2 separate regions of the Pan troglodytes genome follow, and region 2 is linked to region 1. The links are chromatin contacts, called in public Hi-C maps. All regions are on one chromosome and are shown on one strand. Each heading gives the region's core, a stretch centred on a gene start, on an enhancer-like site or on the middle of the called end of the contact. The rest is flanking DNA. Distances are from core to core; before and after follow the strand shown.

Region 1 (6,970 bases), core at 2,190-4,689:
GAGACAATGGCCAATGGCATTAATCCATTCATGAAGGCAGACCCCTCATGGCCTAACCACCTCTTAAAGATCCTGCCTCTTTCTTTTTCTTTCTTTCTTTCTTTCTTTTTTTTTTTTTTTTTTTTTTGAGACAGAGTCTTGCTCTGTCACCCCAGCTGGAGTGCAATGGCATGATTTTAGCTCACTACAACCTCCGCCTCCCAGTTTCAAGTGATTCTTCTGCCTCAGCCTTCCAAGTAGCTGGGATTACAGGCACACACCACCACATCCAGCTAATTTTTGTATTTTTAGTAGAGATGGGGTTTCACCATGTTGGCCAGGCTGGTCTCGAACTCCTGACCTCATGATCTGCCCATCTCACCCTCCCAAAGTGCTGAGATTACCAGTGTGAGCCACCATGCCCAGCCTCTTTTTCTGTTTTTTTAGAGACGAGGTCTCTCTCTGTTGCCCAGGCTGGGGTACAATGGCACAATTATAACTCACTGCAGCCTCAAACTTCTAGGCTCAAGCCATCCTCCCACCTCAGTCTCAGCCTCCTGAGTAGCTGGCACCAACTACCTGCTAATAGCCATACTACAAACACCCAGCTAATTTTTTATGTTTTTACTTTTTGGAGATGGGGTCTCATTATGTTGCCCAGGCTGGTCTCAAACTCCTGGCCTTAAGCGATTTTCCCACCTCAGCCTCCTAAATAGCTGGAATTACAGGCATGAGCCACCGTATTAAGAGGCTCGCCTCTTAATATGGTTACAATAGCAATTATGTCTCCAACACATGCTTTTGGGAGGGACACATTCAAACCATAGCAAATACCTTCTGAAAAGTTGACCTGAACATTTACATAAGCTGTCACCCGGGAACTTATCTTCTAATGCAGGTGTAAATGACTATTAGAGATACTTTGCTGAAAACTTGGTGAACAAGCAGAGAGCATGAGGATGTTAAGCCCCTTTAGAGAGTAGAATAGGTGTGGCACGGGAAGGGGGAGCTAGCTAGGATACTGAGGAAAGGCTGAGTCTTCTTCACATAGCTTGGTGAAGGTTTCCTCGGCACCCAGATCCCAGCCTCTTTCTTGCAATGGATCAAGATGACTTGGTGACATTCTCTGCCACCCTAACTTCCATCTGATCATGATATTTTCCCCACCTACACCATGTTTTAAGCTTAAGGAATAGTTTTAAGTGGATTCCTGCCCGCTCCCTCCAGCTTTCTCATCCTAGGGCCCCCCCGGCTTTTTTTTTTCCCTGGGGTGGGGGAGGCGGTTGAGACCTGCTTAATTTATTCCAATGACACAACTGTGATCCCAAAGTGTGCAAAGTTAAAGCCTTCAATTGCAGCTGAGCAGACGGCAGGAATGGTACACCTGGGGATGGTGGTGAGTCAGGAATGACAGGCAGGCGGCCATGACCAGGGCAGCCTCCTCCCCACATGGCCAGGGACAGGGGAGTGGCCGGAGGAGCAGGACCCAAGGGTAGCCCAGGGCTGGGGAAGGGGGCAGAGACCTCCCCTTGGCCTAGGGCCACTTTGATGGCCCTGTTCCGTGTGGCACGGGTGGGGGGGGGGGGCGATTCATCCGCTACTGTATGTGAGGAAGCTGGGAAGGTGGGCTTGGTGAAGGAGTAGTAAGTGTTACCTGGGCTGGGAGCTAAAGAGTAGATATTTTCTGATTTGAGAAGACATCTGAATGAGACCAGATGGAAAAGGCATCCATCTCTTGATTTGTACAGGTGAATTAGCCACACTGCGGCTTCACTGGGGGCAAATTATCCACATTCATGTTGAGAGCATCCTCCCTTCTGTTTGTCCTCATACTTTCAAGAACTCAGAAGAACCCACGCAATCTCAAACAGTTCATGGAGTAAAAGGCAGTCAGTTCTAAGGGAAGCTGGCGCACCCATCGGGCTGTCCTTGGCATGGGTAGTAACATTAAGCAGGCTGATGGGAAGGAAGGTGGGAACCCCTTAAATTCTCCTATATTAACCCTCCAAAGGAGGTTCTTCATTCCAGCCTTTTGAGAGCCCTGAGTCCGGGATCACTCAGGTTTACCCCGGGTCAGACCTCCAACACCTCTTCATCTCAAGTAGCTTGGATTAGCCACTTCAACACCCCACTGAGTTGGCTTCAAGCAATAATCTGGACAATGAAGAGAGGATCAGGGCCACTCCACAGCCTAGAAAGTGTGGTTTCTGGGCCCTACCCAGCTTCAGGGCCTACAAGCCACTCTTAGCTCTTCCCAAGAGATCTCCAGAATCAGAATGAGAGAGCTGCATGGAAGCGACCCCAGGCCCTGTGCGGTGTGGTCAGAGTCCAAGGCCAGGGAGCTTGCCCCAGTCACATAAATGGTTAGCAAAAGCCAGGGTGCGGCCCTAGTCCCACCCTCCCCCAGCCCCGAGGGGTCCTTCCAGAACTGCCACCTGAACAGGTGGCTGCTCCGGTGCTGAACCCCTGCCGAGCTGAGGGTGACCTTGGACATCCACCAAAGTCCCTGCGGCGGGGGGCGGGGTCCGCCCGAGCTCTAGCTCGGTATAGGGGGCTGCCGCAGCCTGATCACGTCTCCGCCTCCCTGACTGGGCTGGCTCGTCGCCTGCTGCTCCCTGGCAGCTGTCTGCCGCTGCCGGGAAGGTGATTGCCATGTTTGCAGCTCCTTTCCTTGTTTGGAAAGATCTGGAGGCAGGTGAGGCTGCCGGGAAAGCGCGACTGACAGGTTGTGATCTGCAGGTTTCGGCGCCGGGCTCCGAGCTCCAAGCAGTCTGGGGAAGGCTGTCCGTCTGCTGGGGGCTGCGTTCCGCCTCCGCGCCCCGTACGTGCCCCCTCTCGCGGACCGGGTGCCGGCCTTTTCCTCTGGGCCCCGCAGGCCCCCCACAGCCACCAGACCCCAGCCAGGGTCGCCTGGCCCTCCCTCTGGACCCGAGAGACCCCTAAACAAACCCCCAGCCCCACGAGCCGCCCTCCTCCACGGGCAGTCCTTCCCGGTGTCTGACTCAAATCTCCGGCTCTGGCACGACGCCGCGTCTCTGTAGGAAGGAGCATTGTGCGGTCGTGCCGGTTCCTTCCCGCGCACTTGGAGGGACCCACCTAGCAATCAGTCACGCTGGCATTTTTCTCCGAGCCGACAAGGCAATTTGTGAGGAGCAGGGCTTTCTCGCCGGCTGGATGCTAAGTGGGAGCAGAGGAGGTGGGCGTGGGGGGCGTTCTAAAGAGATACCCAAATTAAACTTCCAATCTGCCATGTCCTGTGTCACTCAAGGCGATTCATTTTCTCCCTGGCTCCCGCTGGGGCGGCTCCCAGAAGCGCCGGGACGTGGAGCTGCGGTCGTTGGCGGCGCGTCGCCTCCTCCGCGGAGAACAAACGGACGTCCCGCGGCCCCCGCCCCACCGCAGCTCTAAGAGCCTGCGCCCCTGAGCTCCGCCGCGCGGAGCCGCGGGAGAGGGATTCGGAGGACACAGTGGGCAGGAGGAGGGGCTTGGGGGTTTCTAGGCGCCCCCCCTCTTCCATTATCTGCCTCAATAACTCAGCAGGAGGTTGGGCCGGAAGCTGAGGGTTTGTGCGTGGCTGAGTTTGCACATTCCAGAACCTAGAAGTGGCTCCCATACTGCCTTCTAGGCCCCGCGTGCTGCTCTGCTCTGAGTTGGAGTCCTCCTCCAACCATCCAACTAGTGCCCAAGCCTGCCATTCCTGCATTCAGGCCAAGGAGGAGGGGCTAGGGGCTCAGAGGATGCAACTCTCACCCTTGCAAATGGCATTTTTTTTTTTTTCTGAGACAGAGTCTCACACTGTCACCCAGGCTGGAGTGCAGTGGTGCAATCTTGGCTCACTGCAACCTCTGCCCCCTGGATTCAAGCCATTCTCCTGCCTCAGTCTCTCGAGTAGCTGGGATTACAGATGCACGCCACCACGCCCGGCTAATTTTTGTATTTTTAGTACAGATGGGGGTTCATCATGTTGGCCAGGCTGGTCTTGAACTCCTGACCTCAGATGATCCACTCGCCTCAGCTTCCCAAAGTGCTGGGATTACAGGCGTGAGCCACCGCACCCGGCCTGCAAATGGCTTTTTGATGAACCCCATGTGTGCAGTGTTGCTCCACAAGGTCCCAAGGTTCGCTGGAGAACATCCCCACTCAGCCAGGAGGAGGCGCTCTGTCCAGGTTTGGAGAGGTGAAAACATTTCCCAGTGGAAAACCAAAGATGAGTTGGCCTCAGAAGACCAGGGAGGAGAGAGAAAGGAGGCAGATCCCAGGAGTCCTGACTCCCAGTTCCCAAGGGCTCACAGCTGGCTAATGGCTACTGCAACTGGGTTACCTGCAGCTCACCTCCCAGGTCCCACCTCTCCCCAGGTCTAAGATCAAAAGCCCTGGCTCTCTAGAGCTCATCCTGTCCAACCTTGCCGCATCCAGAGCAACCCTCCACTAGACAGGCTGCCAGCACCTGAGCAAGAGAAGAGGGGCGGGGAAACATGAGAAAAGACGAAGCGTGAGGCTGGGTTTCCTTTAAGATTGCAGTTTGGGTGCGGTGGCTCATGTCTCTAATCCCAGCACTTTGGGAGACCAAGGCGGGTGGATCACGAGATCAGGAGATCGAGACCATCCTGGCCAACATGGTGAAACCCCATCTCTACTAAAAATACAAAAATTAGCTGGGCGTGGTGGCATGCACCTGTAGTCCCAGCTACTCAGGAGGCTGAGGCAGGAGAATCGCTTGAAACCGGGAGGTGGAAGTTGCAGTGAGCTGAGATTGCACCACTGCACTCCAGCCTGGCGACAGAGCGAGACTCCATCTCAAAAAAAAAAAAAAAAAAAAAAAAAAAGATCTCGGTTTGTGCCCAGGTAAGAGAAGGAGCAGACACCACATTAGATTCTGGGCTCCTTCACCCAGAATGGCAGCAACATATCTTTGGCTCTATACATCTTGTGCTGGCTTCTAGTCTCGTCTCTGACATTAGTTTTCTCTGTAAATTGTAGGAGACCAAAATATGACTGTAGGGGACCAGAATATACCACCCTAGCATATGCCTCTCTGGCATAAGGATTATTTTGAGTTAATTATTTTGAGAATCTGCAGACACAGGAGAAACTGAAAACAGAGTAGAAGTTACCCTTTCGTATGGGAAATTTACATTTACAAAGGAAATCTCCCTTTGTAAGGATGTCTCCCTCTCTGTACCAGGAAGAGAAGGATGTCTCCAAATCACTAGAGACTTATCAATGGATAAGCACTGACTTTAATATGCATAGCAAACCTTACTCTTGTTTACTGTGCTTTTCTTGGTCACCTCCCCATAACTGGCCTCCCTCATACCCTTCTTTCTTCGTTTCAGCTGAAGATGGTATTTCAGCCTGAATTCTAAACCACCTCTTTGAGATGTACTCCTTTTTCCCTGGGCATCTCCCATGTGTACATGAGGTATAGAGGTTAATAAACTTCTGTTTGTTTTTCTCTTGTTAATCTGTCTTTTGTTACAGGTGTTCCAGCCAATGAACCTAAGAAAGGTGGAAGGAAAAGGTATTTTTCCTCTTCTACAGAATCTGGATGACCCAGGGGGTCCTGTCTTCCTCAGTTTCCTATTTCTAAACAAGGACTTTGCATATTGATGCCTGAGCGTTTTTCCAAATTCTTTTCTCACTGAACTCCCTCTGAGCCCTTGCCTCATGGTGTGGGGCAGTAGAGAACATGGTGAGAAAAGAAAAATAGCTCAGAGCGGTCTAAGCCCTGCAAAACTGATCAGGCCCTGAGAGACAGGAGTTTGGGAATTCAGTCATACACATCCCTCCTCATACTCCACCCAGGCCCAGGAGCAATTGTTCAAAGGGATTCTGTTCCTGACTAGCTGCCTCACCCATTATCTTCAGGTTCCTAAATTTGTGATACAAAGAATAGCAAATGACGAATGAACAGCTTATGTTGTTGTTATTATTATTATTACTTGTTTTTTAGAGATAGGGTCTCACTCTGTTGTCCAGGCTGGAGGGTAGTAGCATGATCATTGCTTACTGAAGCCTCAACCTCCTCTACTCAAGCAATCCTCCTGCCTCAGCCTCTGGAGTAGCTGGGACTACAGCCAGGTACTACCATACCCAGGTAATTTTTTTTTAAGACCCAATCTCACTCTGTCACCCAGGCTGCAGCACAGAGACACGATCTTGGCTCATCAAAACCTCTGCCTCCCAGATTCAAGCAATTCTCGTGCCTCAGCCTCCCCAGTAGCTGAGATTACAGGCGTGTGCTACCACGCCTGGCTAATTTTTTGTATTTTTAGTGGAGACAGGGTTTTGACACGTTGCCCAGGCTGGCCTTGCTCTCCTAGGCTCAAGCAATCCACCAGCCTCAGCCTCTCAAAGTGCTGGGATTACAGGTGTGAGACACTGTGCCCGGCCTTTTTTTTTTTTTTTTTTTTTTTTTTATAGAGACAGGGGTCTCACTCTGTTGCCCAGCTTATCTTAGTGTAGATTCTTGGTAAACAACCTGTGAACTGCCTCTTCTTTTCTTTTGAAAACCCACTTGTAACTGCTGCTAATTAAGCTTATGTTCAGGGCAACTTAAATCTATGCTCCCTGATTGCAGTCTTCAGACTTGGTGCAAACAAACTCTCTTCTTATATTAATTTTCCCTCAGTTTTTTCCTTTAGGGCAACAATGGGGAAGAGAATCCTTGAGGTCAATGACACCAGGACAGCTCAGTTGCAAATTCCTTGTCCCTTCATCCTTAGAAATGCACCAGTAACCTCTCTGTGCCTACTCGGGCTTAGGAGCCTGCCTGATTTAAAAAAGAAGAAGAAGGAGAAGGAGATGAAGAAGGAGAAGGAAGAGGAAGGAAGAAGGAGAAGGAAGAGGAAGAAAGAAGAGAAAGAAAGAAGAGGAAGAGGAGGAGGAAGAAGAAGAGAACAAGAGGAGAAGGAGGAAGAAGGAGGAGGAGGAGAAGGAGAAGGAGAAGGGAAGAAGGAAGAAGAAGAGACAACTTGTCAGACTGAGAGAC
Region 2 (6,970 bases), core at 1,839-4,338, 150 kb before region 1:
AATACTTAGACCGTTTTTACTGTACACCAGGCATTGTTCCATGCACTTCACATGTTTGGCTCAAGGCTCATTTAATCCTCACAACTTCAAGAGGTAGGTGCTCTTATTTCTCCCTGTTTTACAGAGAAGGTACCTGAGCACAGAGAAGTTAAGTCACTTGCCCAAGGACACATAGCTATTGGGTGTCAGAGCTGGAGTTTAAGAATTCCAATCCAGGCAGATTAGCTCTCCAGAGTTCCATGTGCTGGACCGTTACATTTTACTCCCCATCTCAGTGCAGACTGGCTATACTGTCAGAAAGTATTGTAAAGACCAGGTAGAAATCATGAGTGCATGGACTAGATTAATAACAGGAGAAATGGAGCAATGTCACTAGACTTTATATATATATGATATATATATATCTCAGGGGCATATCAGGGGCATATCAATGTCACTAGACTATATATATATATATATCTCAGGGGCAGAATCAACAAAATTGGAACATGGTGGTTCAGGAAGAGGTAAGAAGCAAGAGTGACTCCTGGGCTCACAGCTTAAGAGCAGGAACCAAAGCCTGCTTTCCTGCATGCTTGGTCCTGTGTTTCTTCCCTGTCACTAAAGGAAATCTTCTGGTCCTTTTGCCTTCTGTTTGCGCCTACCTGTCCCTTTCTCTTATACATCTCTAAAACGCAAAACAAACTGGAATGCCTACTGTCCTAACACAGGTGTCACCTCTCCCACCTCCGCGCACCTCCATGTTCTTGTACAAGCTGTTCCTTCCACTTAGGAGTCTCTCTCCTGCCTCTTTTGGTCCAAATCTGATCTGTCCTTCAGGGTCTCAGTTAAATGTCCCCTCCCCCAGCAACCTTCCCTGCTTGTTTAAAGATGATGAGTGAACAACCATACTATATCACTTACTTGCTTCCATCTTCTCCACCCAACCAATCCCCAGGCAGCCACATCTTCCCTGCTGGCCGCACCCTCTTTGGAAGCTCATTTAAGATCAGAGGATCAAAGAAGCCTGACCTAAAGATGGAGAGAGTGCAGCCGGGTACAGTGGCTCATGCCTGTAATCCCAGCACTTTGGGACACCAAGGAGGGCGGATCACCTGAGGTCAGGAGTTCCAGACCAGCCTGGCCAACATGGCGAAACCCCATCTCTACTAAAAATACAAAAATTAGCCGGGCGTGGTGGCACACACCTGTAATTCCAGCTACTCGGGAGGCTGAGACAGGAGAAACACTTGAACCTGGGAGACAGAGGTTGCAGTGAGCTGAGATCGCGCCACTGCACTCCAGCCTGGGCAACAGAGCAAGACTCTGTCTCAATAAAATTAAATTAAATTAAATTAAATTAAAATAAAAGATGGAGAGGATGGGAGGGTAAGAGCAGGGAACAAGAAGACCTTGGTACATCTGGGATTGCCCCTTCAAACCATGCCTTCAGCTCCTACAATGTGCCTGGCACAGAGCTGAAGGCCACCACAATGAATTCAATTCAACCCTGGCCCTTAAAGCACTCAGCAGCCAGATGGGAGATTCCCAGCTGCCACAAACTAAATCTGATAGCGTGTTCCCCAGTTTAAAACCCTCGTAGCAGCTACCGGGCATGATTCACGAATCTGCAGACCTCTCCTTTCCTCAAGTCTTAGGCTCAGGCTAAACCAGTCAACCCTTTGTGGGCCCCCTACTCACCTGACCATTGCTTACCTTCATTCCTTTGCTCGTGCTGACCCTCTACCTTAAATCCAGTCTCTTTTATATCTCTGCCCTCCAGCACTTACCTTGGTCTGATAGATGACTCACCGAGACCCTGTGTTCACTTCCCTGAAGCCTTTACACCAACCCCACCCCGGGCTAAACTGGGCACTTTTTCTGTGACCCACCAAACCCACACAATCCCATATTAAATATTTGTTTACGACATCCGTTTCTATGTCTGTCTTCCCCCACCCTTCAACTAGATTGAGTTCCTTCAGGACAATGATGATGTCTCTGTATCCCCAAGCCAGGCGCTGTGTTTTGACACAAAGAAAGCCCAGGTTACATTTGTTAAATGTAAAAGACCATACAGTGAGTGGGTGAGTGTTCATGACAATGCCAGATCTGACTACTTCCGCGAGAAACCGAGACACTCCAGGGCCGGATTCCAGACAGTGGGAATATGGCGCTGTCTTTGCCCCTTCTCCAGTGAGGAACCAGAATTTACGTGTTATCAGAAACAGCCACTTCCCCTCTGCTCCTGCCCGCCTAGAGGGCTGGGCAAAGGGTAGAGGGAGCAGTGTCCGGCCAGGGTCTGGGGAGAATTCGGCTCTCCTTAGTGGGAAACTCTGTCTGTCTTCCTCCCCCAGGGGGAGGGGATGGGGATAGGAGGACCAGAGTAAGGGGAAGAGGGCAGGCCCGGAGGGCGCAGTCGCCTTGGCAGAAATCCTACCACACCCGGATGTGGTGGGTGGTGAACGGGATGGGGCGGAGAGTCCCTGCCCTGCCAGGGACACTGACTGGACGATCCACTTTCGCGGGAATCCCACAAATCTCTCAAAACTAAGGTCCTGGAAACTGGAGGAGAGCTCGTTTTCAGGCTATGTTTGGGCAAGGGCGGGGCGCGGGGTGCTTCAATTTTTGGAAAAGGAACCCCCGAAGGGAGCAGGGATTAGAAAAGAAACTCTACCAGAAACCTCAGTGGGCCCGTCTCACCCACTCATGCCCACCACTGACTTCTCTGGCAGCTCCCCGTCGCCCCGCGCACCGCTGCCTCCCCGTGGAACGTCCAAGTGGTGCAGAGGAGAGGGATCTCCGGAGACTGGGTTCTGTTGCGAGCTATGCCACGTTCCGTCCCGGGCGGAACTCTTCTTTGGGCCTTTGTTTCCTCGTCTGTGAAATGGGGCCAGGGTGGGAGCAGAGGGCTTGCAGAAGCCCTGCCAGCTCCGACGCTGCTAGCCGGGATTCTCCATCCCGCCCTCTCCTCCACCGCCGCCCCCGGCCCGGTCCTAACTCCACCCCCACCCGCCGCGCCTCGGCGCCGCCGGCCGCTAGGGGTCACTGCCTGCCTTTGTCAGCGGAGGAGGAGGGCAGCCCGCGCTCCAGCCGGCTCCCCAGCTGGCAGGCGGCCGAGGGGTAGCTCCCGAGCGAGGGTCCTGAGCCGGACCCCGCAGCCCGCGCTCGCGATCCGCCTCTGCTTCGGTCGGGAAGGCGCGTGCGCTCGGGCTCCGACCGGGCCCCGGCGGGCGCGCATCGAGGCCAGGAGGGGGTTAACGCTAACCCCTCCCCTCTGGCTGACATCACGGGCGAGCGGGTGAGAGGCTGGAGCTCGGCGAGTGAGAGAAAGAGAGCGAGAGCAGCGAGCGCGGCTCCACATTGTTGCGGATCGCCGGCACCCGGCAGAGCGGCGGCGGCTGGGACGCGCGGCGCCTCCGACCCGTTCTCCTCGCGCCCGGCCGCGCAGCCAGAGCCACCCGGGCCGCCGACCACCGAGCCCCGCGCCCGCCGCCTGGGCCCCGAGCCTTCCGCGCCGCCCGGGTGCGTCCCGCCACCCTCGGAGGACGGCCGGCCATGGACGCCTGCAAGTTGGAGCCGAGCGGGAGGGTGTGAGCGCGCCGGGGCCAGGAGCCCGCGCCGCGCAACCGGGCAGCCGGGCGAGCCGGGGGTGGGTCCCTCTCCCCAGCCCCGCTCTGCGTGGAAGAAGAGGGCGGGGACCGGCGCCGGGAGGAGAGCGGAGGAGGCGAAGGGGCATGACTCGTGCAACTTGCGGCGGGCATCTGCCGAGCCTCTGAGCCGGCGGCGGCCCGGGGCCCGGACTGCGGCCGCGCGGATCCCACCCAGCCCACCCCGCCCCGGCCGACGGCTGCAGCTGACCTGGATCCTTCGAGCGCCCGCCGACCGCCAGCGATCTTCCCTCATCTTCCGGGCTGGTTTCTGCTGCGCGAGGAGCGCTGCCCTCGCCGCCCCTCTCGCCGGCCCCCCGGCCCCCGATGGCTCGGATGGGGCTTGCGGGCGCCGCTGGACGCTGGTGGGGACTCGCTCTCGGCTTGACCGCATTCTTCCTCCCAGGTAAGAGCGCTCACCTCTGCTGTCCCCACCCCCATCCAATGCCTCCCCGGGGCTGGGAGCCGGATGGCGGGCACGACTGGATTGTGGGGAGTGAAAGGAGCCAGAAAAGTTGGGTCACGGCTTGGGTAAAGGGGGTGGGAGGTGGCACGGCGGAGAAAGAGGTTGAGAAGCCGAACCGCCTGCCCTGCAGGGAAGCAGTCAGATGCACGTCTCTATGTAGCATGAAAGCACTTTCTCCGCTCAGTTCTTCACAAAAAATAATAATATGTAATAGCGTTCTATTTATTTAATAACCAGCTCTCTGCTCGGGAAGCAGTTTGGAAACACTGCGTGTTACATAAATGCAAAATAATCACCGTAATCACCGTCTTGGGGTGGGAGACAACAGCCCCAGGGGGAGGGCGTCAGTCTCAGAGCTGCGGGTTTGGAGTATGGCGGGGGGGCTTCGTCTCTTTCGGCGGCCCCTTTGCCAGACGGCTCAGGACGCTCGGGCCCCCTCCCGCCCCACACCGCCCCACAGCGGGCGCGGAGAGTCGGCTGCTGCGGCAGAGGCGGCTCCTCGCTCACCTGCGGTTCCTTTCCTGGAGGGTGAGGCCGGGGCAGCCTCCTCCCGGCCTGGCGCGGGACCGGGCTCCCCCTCGGAACTCTGCTCCCAGCTCTGGGGGCTCTCCCTGGAGGAGACACCGCGGGCTTCCTGCCATCCAAGTAGCTGCATGACCCACTTTCCCGAGGGTGCCCCGCGTGTCCTTCCTCGAGGTGCGGGCTGCCGGCAGCCGAGGGGTTAACCTCGCGCCCGACCCCGGGGTGGCCCTGGTGGCCCATTCTGACGGGTGGGGTGGGGACGGAGGCTGGGACCAGCCCAGGCATATTGTGCTGGGGAATGAACTGGAAAATGCGTTTAGGAGGCAAATCCGACCGAGTCCCCTCGCCTGGATTTAACCCTTTGTGTCCCTGGGGAAGCTGCCGAGCTCGCCGGCTGACTGGACACCAAGCGTGGGTCAAGGGGTGTGGGGAGTTCCTCCAGCTCTCTGGGTAGAAACCAGAGACGACCTGCAGCTCTAGCAAGATGGGATTTTGGGGAGGGGGGCGGAGCTTGACTGGAGCACGTGGTCCCCGCCTTGGGGTGGCAGAATAGGGGGTCAGTGTACAGAGACCATCTCCTCGTGGGGCAGGAATATTAGATCCCGAGTTCCTGCAATGTGCTTTGCCGCAGAATGGCCAGACAGTTTGTTATCGAGGGACCAGTCTGGCTGCCTAGTTCCGGGGCTAGGGTGCACTCCTGGAAGGCAGAAGCCTGGCCTCATTCCCTTCTATGCCTCTTCTGCTGCCAGCCAGCTCACTACGAGGGCCCCGCCAATCTCACTAAGTGGTGGATGTCTGGGAAGCAGTTTGTGAAAGCCAGTACTGGGGTGCCTCCACCCGTGAAGCCTGGGGTGCTGCCCTGCTGGATGTGGGGGGTGGGGAAAATCCAGGGCTCACAGGTGTCACTGCCCACCCTGCCCCCAGAGGGTGGTCTTGGTGAGAGTGAGAGGTCTTCTCACACTGGATGGCCTGGGAAGCCAGCCAGAGATACAGAAGTTCGGGCTCTAGGACTTGCCTGGCCATGGGGATTTGAGCTTCCAGGAACCCTTCAATTACATATGTCCACATCCGGAACCCAGAGAAAGGAGAGCTTCCCAGAGCTCTGGTTGGTCCAGCACACTAGGGGTTAACGTAATCCTGGGATGGACAAAGGGTGGTGGGAAGGGTTGGGAGAAGGGGAAGGAACTCACCCTATTCTCCTTCCTTTTGTTATTCTCTTTCCCCAGCTTTGTGATTCCTTCATGGTTAATTCCTTCACTGGGGGCTAGAGGCCTGCTGTGCTCCACCCACTCAGGAAATGGGAGCAGGGAGGTGAACTCACCTGGATCAAGGTGGATTCAACCCCTGCCAAAAATCTACGTGAAAGGGTGGGATGCAGAGAAAGGAACCAGGGTTGAGAGAGGTACTTAATAAATGCTCTTCCATTGACTGTAATTGACTGATGGGTAGCATCCGTGCGCCGAAGTTCCCGGACCGCCCAGCTCCTCTGCCCAGTGGCTGGGCTCCTGGTGCCTTCTCTGCTTGCTTGCTCTAGGGTCCACGGGTGCAGGGAGGCAGGTGGATACGGTTGTGCCCAGTCTGACACTTGGATGGAGGCTGGTTGGCCCAGAAGTTGCAAGCCCACACCCTACTTTGCATCACCTGCTGGCTTCCTCCCCATTGCCCGCTATAGCGTCTCTCTAGGGACTTGCCAGTCTGATGCTCTTTTCAGGGTTTTCCTGGGCTGTGACAGGGAACCTGGGTCTGGGGGTTTGAGGAGAGGAAGAGGGAGGGGCCTGGAGTGTGTGTGATTGCCCCCAACTTCAAAACACTCCCAATCTGGCTATTGAAGTGTAAACACAGAAGTATGTTTTCAACAACACAGACTTTACTAAGCAGTGTGGTGAAGCCCCACAGGCTTCTGTTTCCTGAGATGACAATCCACAGTTTCTTCCTGTTAACTTAGAGGAGAGGGTCAGTGGGGCAGGTGGGTTACATCCCAAAAAGAGATAGGGGGAGCCCGAGGAGGAGGCAGAGGACCTGCTTGAGAAGCAGGTGTGTTGAGCTGTTGTCCCACCTACACCACACCCTCCCTAATTGGCTTCCCCACACCTTTTGTCTGGAAAGAGAACACACACCCCAGGTGTCATGCACACCCTCGGAAGACCTGTCGGGTCACAGCACACCCCTCTCAGCAGCCTCTCTCTGCAGCTTGTGCAGAGCTTGCTGCCATGTGGTCTTCGAAATTCCAAGTGTCGGGGCTATTGGGTTATTTTCCTTCCTCTCTCTCTATTTCTCACATACAGTGGTGTGCTTCAGCTTGCTGGGCAAGGCATTATGGCAAACCCAATTCTGCTGGCCTGGGGTTTGCAGC

Evidence for each region. A called contact is a pair of places that touch in the nucleus more often than the background predicts.
Region 2: a Hi-C map of stem cell-derived neural progenitor cells shows a contact between it and region 1, with 2.4 times the contacts expected there. The contact joins the promoter of NECTIN1 here to the enhancer-like site in region 1. A contact is called at or near these places in 1 of 7 Hi-C or Micro-C datasets (stem cell-derived neural progenitor cells) and 1 of 1 datasets of contacts at active chromatin or transcription factors (stem cell-derived excitatory neurons).

Annotation. Positions count from the first base shown.
Region 1 is chr9:121,522,745-121,529,714 of NHGRI_mPanTro3-v2.0_pri, reverse strand. No RefSeq gene overlaps it. Among named protein-coding and RNA genes, the nearest start is that of NECTIN1, 150 kb to the left of the region's middle. Within about 2 kb of position 3,439, at least 14 of the 24 cell types and tissues checked have an H3K27ac peak or open chromatin away from gene starts, as enhancers often do. A contact at or near this core is called in stem cell-derived neural progenitor cells, where this site is marked.
Region 2 is chr9:121,668,003-121,674,972 of NHGRI_mPanTro3-v2.0_pri, reverse strand. It overlaps NECTIN1 (nectin cell adhesion molecule 1), which reads left to right and starts at 3,088. Exons shown (of 6, transcript XM_016922150.4): 1 at 3,088-4,035. The coding sequence starts at 3,957. LOC101059011 (a long non-coding RNA gene) reads right to left here and starts at 2,931. Exons shown (of 5, transcript XR_001707584.3): 1 at 2,704-2,931.